Linked DNA regions of Zea mays: region 1 is linked to region 2. The links are chromatin contacts, called in public Hi-C maps. All regions are on one chromosome and are shown on one strand. The core of a region is the stretch at or near the end of the contact, and the rest is flanking DNA. Distances in the headings are between cores, read along the strand shown. Region 1 holds the start of LOC100273364 (putative protein phosphatase 2C family protein). Region 2 has its middle 62 kb from the start of LOC109944568.

The links. A called contact is a pair of places that touch in the nucleus more often than the background predicts.
Region 1: a contact with region 2 is called in a Hi-C map of leaf, with 10 times the contacts expected there. The contact joins the promoter of LOC100273364 here to the enhancer-like site in region 2. A contact is called at or near these places in 8 of 25 Hi-C or Micro-C datasets (ear, endosperm, leaf and 1 more) and 1 of 3 datasets of contacts at active chromatin or transcription factors (leaf).

The regions. Positions count from the first base shown.
Region 1 is chr2:156,946,538-156,953,209 of Zm-B73-REFERENCE-NAM-5.0, forward strand. LOC100273364 (putative protein phosphatase 2C family protein) reads right to left here and starts at 4,112. Exons shown (of 5, transcript NM_001147803.1): 1 at 3,901-4,112; 2 at 3,149-3,601; 3 at 2,933-3,050; 4 at 2,621-2,844; 5 at 1,603-2,257. The coding sequence starts at 4,083. The coding sequence ends at 1,814. LOC103647160 (F-box/LRR-repeat protein 3) reads right to left here. Exons shown (of 8, transcript XM_008671722.4): 6 at 6,329-6,623; 7 at 5,985-6,236; 8 at 5,196-5,604. The coding sequence ends at 5,545.
Region 2 is chr2:156,792,703-156,799,461 of Zm-B73-REFERENCE-NAM-5.0, forward strand. No RefSeq gene overlaps it. Among protein-coding and RNA genes, the nearest start is that of LOC109944568, 62 kb to the left of the region's middle. Within about 2 kb of position 5,114, at least 17 of the 20 cell types and tissues checked have an H3K27ac peak or open chromatin away from gene starts, as enhancers often do. A contact at or near this core is called in ear, leaf and tassel, where this site is marked.

The sequences.
Region 1 (6,672 bases), core at 2,862-5,361, 150 kb after region 2:
AGGAGGTCACAAAGATCGGGTCTTTTTCAACCCTTTCCCTCTCTCAAACGGTCACTTAGACCGAGTGAACCTTCTCCTTAATCAATCGGGTCACTAAACCCCGCAAGGACCACCACACACTTAGGTGTCTTTTGCTTTGATTACAAGTCACTTGAGAACAAGAATGAGAAAGAAGAAAGGTAATCCAAGAAACAAGAGCGCAAAAGAACACGAACACACTCTCGCAAGTCTATCGTTGGCGCAGATAGTCGTTGCTCCACTGGCTCACCGGACAGTCCGATGGCACACCGGACAGTCCGTGGCACACCGGACAGTCCGGTGAATTATAGCGGAGGGCGCCCTGGAATTCCCGAGAGTGGCTGGTTCAGAGTGTACGGTCTTGGTGCACCGGACACTATCCGGTGGCACACAAATAGTCTGGTGTGCCATTGTTCAGCACACTTAAGTCCTTTTGCTCCTTTAAAATTGTGTCCCTAACTTGAATCTTTTATTAGTTTATATTGAACCTTATGCACATGTAATACATGAATTCTAGACAAACTAGTTAGTCCATGTGTTTGTGTTGACTATCAACCACCAAAATTAATTATAGGAAAAGGTTAACCCTATTTCCCTTTCAGTTAGTTAGGTACAATCGTCAAAATTCGGGATGCTGCTCCCGGAATGTTTGATTCAGCTTTTTTAGGAATTTTTATGAGAATCTGATTGTAGAGAGAATGTAGTTGTGAAAAGAATTTGAGTATCGTGAAGATTACGTACGAAACAGATAAAAGAGTTCATAGAGTTTATGATGTAAAAAGTGACAGTTTTCTACTATCGCAATGACTCAGTCGATATTATTATCACATTGATTTTAGTTGGTTTCACATAAAGTGATTTTCATAGAAACGGACTAAAAACTGAGAGTTTGGAACGGAGTCTTATGGTTTCATGGTTTAGAGTCTCATAGCTGGGAGTTTGTTACCCTGTTTGCTACATTTAGCACAGAGTCTCATGGTTTGCTCGGCTTGGCACGGGCCCGTTAGGCCCGACAGATAATCGGGTCGTGCTCGACCGACCCGCGTGTCGCAGCCACGGCCCAGGCACGGCACGCCGGTCTGGTAGCTGTACCGGGCCGGCCCGTTAACTTACCCACGTTGTCCCATTAAATCAGAAAAAATAGCAAAAACTGTGCGCGAGTGAGATTTTGAACCCACAACCTTCCTCTATAAGGCTAAAAACGCTACATGAAGAAGACTAACAAGTAGAACTCTAGTGCATTTCTTGTAAATAGCAAATATAAAGCTAAATATATAATCGTGTCGGACCGGTACTACGGGCCGAGGTAGCGGCCCAAGCACGGCACGGCTCTCGTGCCGGGCCTGGCATGGCACTATTAAGGGTCGTGCTTTGGGCCGGCCCGTCAAGCACGATCCATTTGGTCATCTATAGTTTAGAGACTCTTAACTGTCAAGGAAAACCGAACCACCTAGATGAAATTAGCACTATTGGATCAGTCATGTACTGCAGTCACGTTCTTCACTTCTTATGTTGTCAGATGCTAATCTCACCCACAAATTTCAGTTACAGCAAGTGCAGTAGCAGTACATAGACGAGCAGGATGAAAAGCACTCACTGATTCATCAGCCAGGGATAAAGAAATGCTACTCCTGTCCATGTCGCATCATCCATTGCAACAGCCACACCAGAATGCGACAGGCCAATCAAATCCTACACCTCGCGTCCATCGGCCCATGCACGAACGAATCTAGCTACGTCTACGTGTACCGGCCATGAAAACGACGACCTCCGATGCCCTCCCCGCCCGAGTCCATCAATCCCGCTCGCCGCCGTCGTCTTCGTCCAGCGAGGTCGACCGCCTCCGCCAGCTCAGCACGCGGCCCACGCGCGGCAGCCTGATCACGGAGTTGGCCCGCGCCACCCCCTCCAGCGCTCTCCACACCGCCGTCGTCCCCTCCTCCGACACCGCCTGGCCGTTGCTCGTCAGAGCCCTGCGGAAGCTGCTGCCTGTGAAAGGCGCGGCCGGCCTCACGTCGTCGGGAACTGGGAGCAGGCCGCTGCTGCTCTCGACGGGAGCAGGTGAGGCCCGCCGGTTCAGGTACAGGCACACGACGGCGCAGTCGTCCACCATGGACGTCGGGTACTTGCGCCGCCACGCTCGGACCGCCCGGTCGATCAGCTGCCTCGCCGCCTTGGACGGGTCAGGCGCCGATGACACGAGCTTCACCACCTCCTTGTTCGACAGCACGTCCCAAATCTGCAACAGGTTTTGAATGGCGGTAATAAGGAAATCATATATATGAGAGCTGTCGTGAACTGTGTAAACAAGCCATCGTCAGCTAAAACTACCATGAGTTCATTACAGTAAACAGAAGACAGTGACACGCATGCATTGTTTTGGTTGACAGTTTCTTTCGTTGGGTCTAATCTGAAAGGGAACTATATGCTATATTATTCTGCACCCCAGATCACTCATTTGGAACAGAATTGCATGCGTGCGAGCATTTTTCTGATTAAGAAACGAAGGACAATGGATAGACTGAGAGTGACAGGAATCTAAAACTGCCAATCACATAAATGAATTTTCATTTTTTTTAAAAAAAATCAATAGATTAATTACCCCGTCAGTAGCAAGCACCAAGAACTCGTCTTTCTCGGACAGTTTCCTGCAGTAGACTTGAGGTTCGCAGATAAGGCCATGGCTCTTGAGGCAGAAGTCACCGAACGCCCTCGCCATGGCGAGGCCCGGCGCGTCCTGGTCCGGCAGCCACATCCGGGGCACGTCCGGCTCGTCGTCCATGGCGAACACTCTCCCCTTGCAGCTCAGAATCCTCGCGAGCTCACCTGTTGCAGGCCGGCGTGCAGGAACACGGTGCAAAAAATCTCAGTCAGGATCCGACAACGGGTGGAATGACAGAGCTCGGATGCTCACTTGGCAGATCCGGCTTCAGGTCAGTGGTGAGCTGGACAGGGATCAGACGGTCCTTGCTGTCCCGGGTGCAGAGGACGGCGCGTGAATCGCCCAGATTGGCAACGATCAAGTGATCGCCCTGTGCAGATGAGGGGACAAGCAGATGAAGGGACAAGTAGATCAATCGAGATCACCGAAACAAGACTAGTTTCCAGTTCAGAGTTAACCAGTGCCTACCTGCCTAACAGCAGCGACTGCAGTTGTGCCGCTACAGATGCAGTCGATTCCTGAAAGCCGCCTCAGCTCCTCGTCCACCTGCTCAAAAGCCCTCACGAACACGTTCTTCCAAGTGGACAGCAGCAGCTGCTGCTGCTGGCTCTCGTCGCTCGTAACGTCGCTGGACGAGCCGCTACCTCCTGACTTGTCGAAGGAATCCAAATCGGCGTTGCTCGAAGCATCTCCATTCTTGCCTGAGCCATCTTCTCCATTCTCGCCTGAGCCATCTTCGTCAGGTTTAGGCTTCGAAGCGTCGCTCGAGGCGGAGGGATCTTCGTCCCCGGTTCTCGGCTTCAGAGCGGCGGCTAGTTCCACCGGGAGGGTGTCGCGGACGTGGCGAGCGACTTCCCGGCCACGAGGGCCGTGGCCATCGAACACTCCGCAGAGGATGTGGCCTTTCTGGCCGGCGAAGTCCTGAAAGAAGCCAGTTTTGCTGAAAGAAATCAGTTTTTTTTTTAATTGTTCTCTTCCACTAGCATATCTCAGTCTCAGGTTGCGAGATTTCAGTTCTGAGCGGATATACAAGATGGATCCGGTGCACTTTTCTCAAGCTGTTGAGTTGCTAAGTTGCAACCTGCATTGCAATGCAAGCTACGACAACACCTTGAACAGCTTGCATATGGGCCATGTGCACAGATGCGAACTAGTAGGCAGAGGCTCTGCAACTAATGCAGGAAGAGAGAGAGAGAGTAGAGGGAGGGTGAGGCCATCACCTGGCAGACGGTCATGGCGTCCTGGTTGGCGCCCTTCCATCCCTGCTTGGTGTGCACGGAGACGCCGGCGCTGGCCCACAGGTGGCTGTGGAACAGGTCGTCGTGCATCCATGGGAAGCCCAGGCCCTCGTCGTCGTCGGGCTCCCCTGCCGCCGCCTTGGCCTTGCCGCAGCAGATCCCCATTGCTGCTTGTGCTTTGCTTTGCTCGCGCGTGAGCTCCCTCCGTCCTGTCCTCGAAGCGGTGGGCTGAATTTATGTTTGGTTCGTTGGTTGGTTCGTATCGTGGTGGGAGGCATTTAATGACAGGGCCGGTAGCGGTAGGGTAGGGCAGCATGCGTATGGCGACGGGCCATTCTTAAAATTCTAATATTGTATACATACGTAGATGGATGTGTTACCAAATTGTCATGAAGCTCCTCCTACTTATAGGACGGATGGAGAACTTGTGAGGAAGCAAGGAAAAGGGCTCGAGCAATGCAAGCAGCCCAGCCCTGCCCTGAGCCGCTGAGCGCAACGCAACGGCGAGCCATGGCGGAACGCAACCCGGCCGTGTACCGCAGATGCCCAGGGCAGGGCATTTACTCATGAGCATCAAGGGACAAGGGGTCACACGGACGGGACGGGAGCATCGACCAGCTACCCCGTGGTTGGCAACTTCCTTTGTGTGTGTGTGTCCGGCGCCAACGTGATGCCTGCGCCGCGCAGGCCGCCGCCCATGTCGCTTCCAACTCGCTCCTGCCAGCGGCTTCTTCAATGCTACTAGCTGGCTGTCCATGGGCCATGGCCATGGCCGCCAGCGGCTTCTTCAATGCTACTAGCTGCCTGTCCATGGGCCATGGCCATGGCCCTGTCTCTCTACCACCTGTCCATTGCAAGTTTGCAACGCTGCTAGCAGCCTCGCTCTCTCCTCTACCTGCCATTCATGTCTCTCCTCTACCTGCCATTCATGTCTCAGCCTACCTTTTTAGTTCAGACGATGTGCGTGCACTGTGCTTCGAGTTCCATGTCCAACACTGACTCACATCGAACTCGACTAAACTCCAGCAACTACAATGCAACCAGGAAAGCCACTTCATTCCTAGAAAGCAGAGACCATCAGTAGCCTTACAATTCTCTTCTTCAAACAGGGGTAGGTACACCTGCAATGCAAGCCACTTCATTCCAGCTGATCACAAACATGAATGCAACAACCAACAGATTAAAGCTAGATGTTTAGACTGCTGCAGCTGTAATTTATAGAGACAAAAATACTATAGAAACAGTAGAAGATAGTACGGATTAAAACTAAACGAACATAGGAAAAGGCATATCGTACTAAATTTCAAAACCATTTTCTCATCCCTTCCGTATCGACATCTTTACATGGTAGTATTCTATACAGCAACTTCCTGTCAAATGATCACCTCACCAAATAAATGTGGGACCTACTCATCTATACCAGTATACAACAACATCAAGACATACATACACTTGCGGATGACACAGGAATCACTTGCTTATACCAGTATACAACAACATCAAGACCTATGCTCAAACACAGGAATCACTTGCGCGGATGACATTGCCAGCCAACAACCCATCCATCCATAACGATGCATGCCATGATTTCCACGATAGCCACATGCTCGAGGGTCAACTCAATTCTCATCGTACAAGCACGTCTTGCGACTGTTGCTTCCATACATCACAAGGTTCCACCTCAACCTACAATGCCACACCAGTTATTAGACAGACACTGTTTTACTTTTGCAGCCTTGTAATAGCTCTGTAAGAACAAACCCACTCAATAGATTCAAGACAACTGTGCTATGCTCTTCTTTAAGCCTTTTTTTGAAGGGAAAAAAACACCATCCATAAGCAAAATCATGGGTTGTGTGTTTCAATCATAGACAATATACTGAAAGCACAGAAAAGAACACAGCATTGCATTTAGATCTGGCAGCACAAAACACAGCTGAATAGAACCAAGCTTTTCTGAAACAAATAGTGTGTAGCGTTTTCGAGTAGCAAATTAGGCAAGAACGAGTTGGCGAGCACAAGGGTCTAATGCTGTGTGTAAGGCAACCAGGGGAGCCGTAGAATACCTTGAATGGTTTATCAATCCATTGGAAAACACAGCCGCGTGCCTCAACATTTTTTATCATGTGAGGAAGCATCATGGATCTGAATGCTTCATGAAGCTTCACTTTCGTCAAACCACCACAAACCATAAGAGTAGCTGCCAAGCCATTAGGCGTTATACCCGCTACATGGACGATCGTCATGTTCTGCAGGCCGGATATGCAAGAAAGGGAAAGAAGCCCAATATCGGTGACTGAACAGTATGACAAGTTTATCTGTAATGAGACATACATGGTATCAGCACAGTTGCAGAACACACATTGTACCACGAGATTCCTGTTACAGTTACAGAAGAGAAGGGCAATACCTGACGGAGGCTATGAGAGAACTGGGAAAGGTAAAGCATTCCAGCATCATTAATCCCAAAGCATTTCTTAATATCAAGCTTGGAAAGCAGCCTGCACCCCATCGCTGTTTCTGAGAGCCCGATGGATGAAACCCTGGGGCAGCCACGAATCTCCAGAGTATTCAGCTTTGAGCATTTTGATAGTGAAATCAGTGAGCGGTCTGTTATTTCTGTGCAGTATGATAGGTTGATAGACTCTAGCATCGGACAACTCTGCGCAATTTGAATAATTCCATCATCGCTAAGGCCTCCACACCTGAAACGGAAAATATAAGTTAGTTTACTGACAAAGATCAACCAAACAA
Region 2 (6,759 bases), core at 3,864-6,363:
GTACCGCACATGGCTCGAAATTGATGATCCACAACCAAGATCAAGTAAGGAAGAGAGTAAAGAACGCACAAATCGCATTAGTGTCACATCCGGATTTAAGTGGCAAACCCGAGAGCATCTCAAATATATGCTAGGATCAACTCTCACATATATGATGACTCATGGTATAGAAACGTGTCGCATCTTTAATATATAACGGAGTTCTATACAAAATAGTTAAATAATTACACCAGAAGACAAAGATCCAGCAACCATAGTTGACTGGGAGACGACATCCTAGACCTCTCACGAACTCATCACGACATCCTTCATGCTCCTTTTCCTGGGGTACCTGTTCTTGACCTAGGGGATGTGAGTACAACAAGGGTGAGCTCACATACGTTCATCACTCAACAAGTTGTGGGGAATAATGTGCATGAGCTCGCTTACAGTGAGGCTCATGTGAAGTGTAAGGCTTACCAAAGAGGATGGTTAAAGCTGATCATTGATTTTAAAGTTGGTCAAAGTTTTATTAGCAGTTACCAGGTATAAGTAAATATTAGCCCGAATAAATAAGAAATCATAATTAATAATAACACCCACAATGCAATGCATATGATAAATTAAGTTTAGTTCCATAAATTAATCATGTGAAGGTTCTGAGTCGCTCTTGACTGTGAGCATGGCTGATATACCAGTTTTACACTATGTAGAGGTTACACTCCTTACCCACAAGTCGTGTTACCCATTTACCATGGGGTTGTACGGATCCCATACACCTCTACCGAGGAAGCGAGGCAGGGTAGCACTACGAGGCATTTCCAAAGTTCCACTAGTTCGAGAAAACCCAATATGGTTTTAGGAAAAAAGAAGCATAGAAATCCCTCGTCCGAAATGCCATTGCGGCAGTTCGACCCGAGAACTTCTCTATACTCTATAGCGACGCCTCCCCGCTTGCCCCTTTCGGGTAAGGTAATCTCTCCCTAGCTTTCCTAATTACTTGGTAAAGTGCGTCCCATTCCACCCTTGTGTAGCACTGTTATCTCAAGTTAAGCTCTATGTTCCAATTAACACAATGATCTTTTCATGGACAACAATTAAATCAACAACAAAATTGGAACATCATCATAACATAACATTAATTTCCCAAAACCAGGTAGAGCAATAGCAAATCTACCCAATAATTATATGTTTGCAAGGTGTGGGATAAACAATACTAGTGATACCTATTAGATCCCATCAATTTAACTTGAGCATGTCACAGTGATTCACAGGAACATTATTAGGTAAAGAAAAGTGATCAAGGACACAACTTGCCTTAGACTTGAGATTTCCAAGTACTTCACCAACTTGGTATTCAAGTGACTCGTAACCTCGCTGCTACTCGTAGCAATACATATAAATAGACAAGAAGTACTTAAAAATAACAGTACACCAAACATGAGAGCAAACAACGTAAGAATATTCTATGCACTGCTACGAGGATGTATGTTCGAGATTCACTAAAATCGAAGTTACGGTTAAAAAGATATAGTTTATGGAAGATCTATGTGATTAAATATTAAACTATATTATAAATTGGTTATTATACTTCATATGATAAAATAAACTATAAATAATTAACTCAACTTTAATCTAGATTAATACTTGATTAGAAATCATATTTTAGTCAAATTATCATCATGGACCAGTTTAACTTTGGTTAGAGGGATTAATCTAATAATCATAGGCTAAACCAATATCTATTTATAAAAATATGCTTTATGGTACAAATAATGTCGCCACTACGTAGACAATTTTATTACAAAGCTAACGCAGCTTGAACAGGTTCAATCAGAGTTAAAACAAATAAGATATGTATTAACTAAGTTTATTGCATTATTTTCATACTTAAAATTAATTTCTTTATTTAATTTTTATGAATCCCATAGAACCTAGAACTGCGGATTGCAATACCTAAGACCTTGAGGTTTAATTTGATAAAATTAGGACTGGGTTGTAATAGCTTTACAACAGCAGAGGAGTGCAGGTTGATTGTATAAAAACATAACGTCTCTTTTGCAAAATATGTTGGACAAAGGGGTTATCGAGGTTTTCTGACCGTTGTGTCCCAAATCGAGGGCCCAGATTAGATTAGTCTTTAAGTGAACCGGTACATGATATGGACCACCAGATCTTATTCATAGGGTCGGGATCAAAAGTATCTCGCACTCACACTCATCTGTTCATCAGCCGATCTACGGTCGTGATCCAATGAAGTCATTGTCTACGCAGAGATACAATCTCTGCCATCCATATGGGAGATTATTGAGATTATGAAACACGGCATAACTGGTTTCGACGAAATAGAGGCGTAGGCGTGGGCTTCAACATTTTGGAGGCGCAGGCGATGGACAAATGCTGATATGGAATTGATTTAGTTATTAGCCACTGCGAAGAAGAATTTAGCTACTTAACCTCACGCCGTCGCTGGCGATGCTCGCTGTGCCAAACGGCAACCTCCTGCAGTCGGCGGCAGCGTTCGCGGCCCTGACCTTGCCGGCATCCTCCGATCCTGACTCCGTCCAGCGTGCCGTTGAGGCGGTTCTCGCGTAGGTCCAGCGCGCGCAGCTCCGCCAGGTGGGACAGCTAGTCGAGCGGGCCGCGCAAGTCCAGCGACGGCAGGGTCAGCGAGGTGACGCGGTGACCGTCCGCCGAGCAGCCCACGCCCGCCCACCGCCCCGTGCAAGCGTCGCCCGTGCTCCAGTTCTTACTGAAATCTGCATTGGTTCTTAGACGATATGGGATGAAGTTGGGCAAGAGCAGAGTGAAAGGGAGAGAATACTCGAAGAGCAGAGCACCCGCGCGGCGCTCTCCCTGGCCGCCTCGCTGCCGGAGCCCGCGTCTAGGACGTGGACCACCTCGTCCAGCCGCGCCATGTGCGCGTCGAGGGTCGCGCCCAGTTCGTCCAGGTCGCTGCGCAGCCGTAGCTTGCCGCCGCCGTAGTGCCGCCAGCGAGGCCCGCGTCGAGCCGGTTGAGTTGTCTCTGATGAGCTGCCACTTGAGCGGGAACAGCGTCGCCGATAAGGAATCAGAGCTCAGCCGGGCGCCATCCGCGATGTAGCAAACAGCGTGAGCTCAAGCAGCTAAATCCTTATTCGCGACAGCTAATGACTAAATCAATTTCATATCAGCGTTTGTTCGTCGCTTGCGTCTCCAAAATGTCGAAGCCCACGCCTACACCTCCATTTCGTCGAAACCAGTTCTGCCGTGTTTCATAATCTCAATAATCTCTCCATATGGGGGGATCAACAGCTAATGCACCATCTTCCTCCCATAACACACTACGGTGGTGGAAGCAGGGCTCCGCCCTGAGAACCCGGCGGCGGATGCAAATTCCAACGACCCTGCGCTCTATACTCCAATCCGGAGAGTGCTAAGTGTAGCACAGATGAAATCAAATTTAGGGGAGCTAGTCTTATCGAGAATTGTTCAGAAAACCGCCAAGAAGACGATGTCTCGCAGCTTCACGCGGATGCGGCGCAATCGATGAGAAATTTTCGTTCGCCCACGGTGTCTTGAGCTCTGATTCGACTTAGATTACAATCCCCACATGTTGGAGACAATTGTATTTTTGGGACTATAAACGTGACGCTTCGCAATAATACCATTTTAAATAACTGTCTCGCAAAAATGGGTCTACAAACGTCTTCTAATTGATAAAGACATCATTTACCGTATTTCCTCCCTTTTGTATTTTTTTACGTGTATTCTCTTCTCCACTAGACAGATTTGCCCTTCTCTCATTCTATCGCTGAGATATCGCTGTTCTTGTTAGTCTCCTGTACGCAGCGCCGCAGAGGTCAAGCTGAACGAGGGAGCGCTCAAGCTCTTCCTCCAATGCATTCCTCTTGCTGGTGGGCAAGCTTGCTCAGACCATCGACCATGGTTTTGATGGTCACTGCGCGACGGCCACCACCGCACCGGACTTCGCCACAGAGGAGCAGTCCACGCGCGTCCGCCGGGCTCGGCGAGAGAAGAGGTGAGAGAAACACAGTTGAACTAGGAGATAGAGACGAACGATTGAAAGTAGAAACCCAGGGCAGGGGCAATTTTGACTCTTAGATGATAAATACATGGAAACAAATTATAAAAAGGAATAATACACATCAAATGGTAGTATAATCAATTAGAATATATTTATAGTCCCTTTTTACGAAGAAAATCTTTCGAATGGCATTTGTGCAAAGCGTAATGTTTAGAGTCCTAAATATGCAATTATCTCTACATGTTGGTGACGCTGCCCGATCCCCCATTGGCCCTTAAATGGAGGTGCAGGCGAGAGTTACCTGCGGTGGCGGCCAACGCGGTTGCACCAGCATGATGGCTGGGTGGGTGATCAGGGGGGCACGGGCCACAACATTAAGGCTGGTGCCAGTGCAGGCGGGAAGCACGAGCGAGAGGAGCGTACGGGGGCGAGAGTGGGACGGGAGAGGGGCGGGAGAGCGGGAGCGGGCGATGGCCGCATCGCCCGGCGACATCGTGCCTGTCGCCTCGCTCTCGCCTGCACTGGAGAGCGTGCTCGGGCGAGAGGAGGGCGGGAGCGGGGCGACGCGCTGGCGCGGTGGGCGAGAGCGCGAGGCGAGAGTGAGTTGGCACATTCCAGTTGGTCCACCTAGGAGTTTCTGAGCGTTTGTAATTTTTAAATCGTCATGTAATTTTATTTTAATTATTACGCAATTTGTAATTTTTAATTCAATAAAAAATATTATGTTGTGTGTTTTCTGAGCGTTGAAATAAATCCGCGTGAATTACTTAATTCTGAAATAGAAAAGTTGATGTGGCTATAGCCTGAGGCTGTAGCCTGCTGCAGCCTGTGCACTGGAGCAGCAGAGGCGAGAGTGGAGGCGAGAGCTGACGTGGCAGGGGCGAGAGGGAGGCTGTGCACTGGACTCAGCCTAAGTAGCACCAAGGTGAGGTCCAGGCGTTGAAGCGGCCCTGGATTCTAGGCGACGTTTGTTACGATGCCCACGTGAGAACAGCGGATCTTTTGAGACAAACCTCGAGAAAGGAGATGGTTATGACAGTCGGACCCCACATGACAGTGGCATGGTCGAGCGGCTGAGTGACTGACCCGACAGGCCCACATGTCGGCGCCCAATGTCGAGACTAGGTCGTGCCGTAAGGAGAGAGAAAGAAAAAAATATTGGACCTGTGCAAGTGAGTGAAGTGGAGATGGGCTAAAAGTGAGGATCTCGGCCCAGGTATGTTTCCTTTTTTCTTTTCTCTCCTTATCGCTCGGCCGAAATGGGAATAAAAAATGAAAACAAAAAGAAAAGTGAGGATCTCGGCCCAGTAGAACTCAAGGGCAGAGAGGAACTTCAAAGAATAAAGTCTTTAGGGCAGCTGAACATGTAGGCGAGTATCCCTGAGCTTTGTATAAAATTTAGTGGAGGAAGGGAAAGTCCCAGGGTGCCAGCACACTTCATGCACACCCACGTGGCTTACAAGTACAACTCCAGCCAAGTTTACAAATTCAGCCCAAACAATAAACTTGGTCGACTCCACAACTCAAAATATCCTCTTTTGTCTAGTGAATAAAGACAGGAGAAAGAGTGGCTGAATTCTCCACATGTGGCTAAGCACAACAGGGATCCACGGTGTGATATTTCAGAAGAGTAAGGTCACAAGGTTTTTCTGCTGTCCAGCTCATTCCAACAAACAAGAATTTACTGCTTACCCCCCCACCAAACAGTCCAAATTAGATATTGTAGTGTGGAGCAGTCTCTAGATCCTTAACCCTGAACTACAACTTTATCTCTATCCATGGCAGCAAGGCATATCCCATGTTACTTCCTCTCCCTCAGCAAAGCTTATTCCTATCCATAACTGACATAGAAGTAGCTAGAATCGATAGTGGATACAGATCTTTACTGCAGATATTTTTTATCTCTATTGAACTGCCGCTGCTCACTGCTCCATTCTAGTTCCAGGCCTCCCTGTTGGAGCCCTGCTATCTCACAATTCCATATGGCTGCAAGGTAAACTTGGTTAATAAAACTTGTTCCTTACACATAGGTCTTCCAACATGGTATAACACTTTTAGACTAAAGACCCACAGAGCAAGAGTTACAACATCCCAAAGTTGAGCAAAACTCACAAAACCCAGTTTCTGGAGTCTGAAATAGCACACCACTAAGCCTGACAGAGGGTTTTGGCACTTAATTTTCTCTAAATTCTCTACAATAGCAAGCCAACTCTTTGCATCAAACTTGTTGTCCTTGATATGGTCTCCCATCTTGCAGTGGAATCCCTAACCCAATGCTACTTGGAGTAATTACCACAGAGCTCCAAATGTGATTAAAAACTCACTAAACCATAATAACAGACAACTGAATCAGTATGCATTCCATATGCCTGACAGGGGTAATTAGGACACCAATTACTGCCAACCTTGTGTAACACCAACTCCATTTCTCTTTAGAAAACTTATTCACCTTACTATGGTCTCCAACCTTTCTACATGGAGTAGGACTCATAACTCCAGGAATTAAATTCTAAAGAGCTCCAAAATTGGTTGAACAACACCCTGAAACAGATTTTTAGTGAACTGATACAGCCCACCCCTAGTTTGACAGGGAAGGTTTGGAGGTATTTTACTCCCAAATTTCTGTAGAACCATGTCTATCTTACTTTAGTAAACTTATTTACTTCACTTTGCTCTACACTTTTGCTAAATAATTCTTAGTTCAAAACCACTAGGATGGGTCACAATAGAGCTCTAAACTTGGTACCATTCAC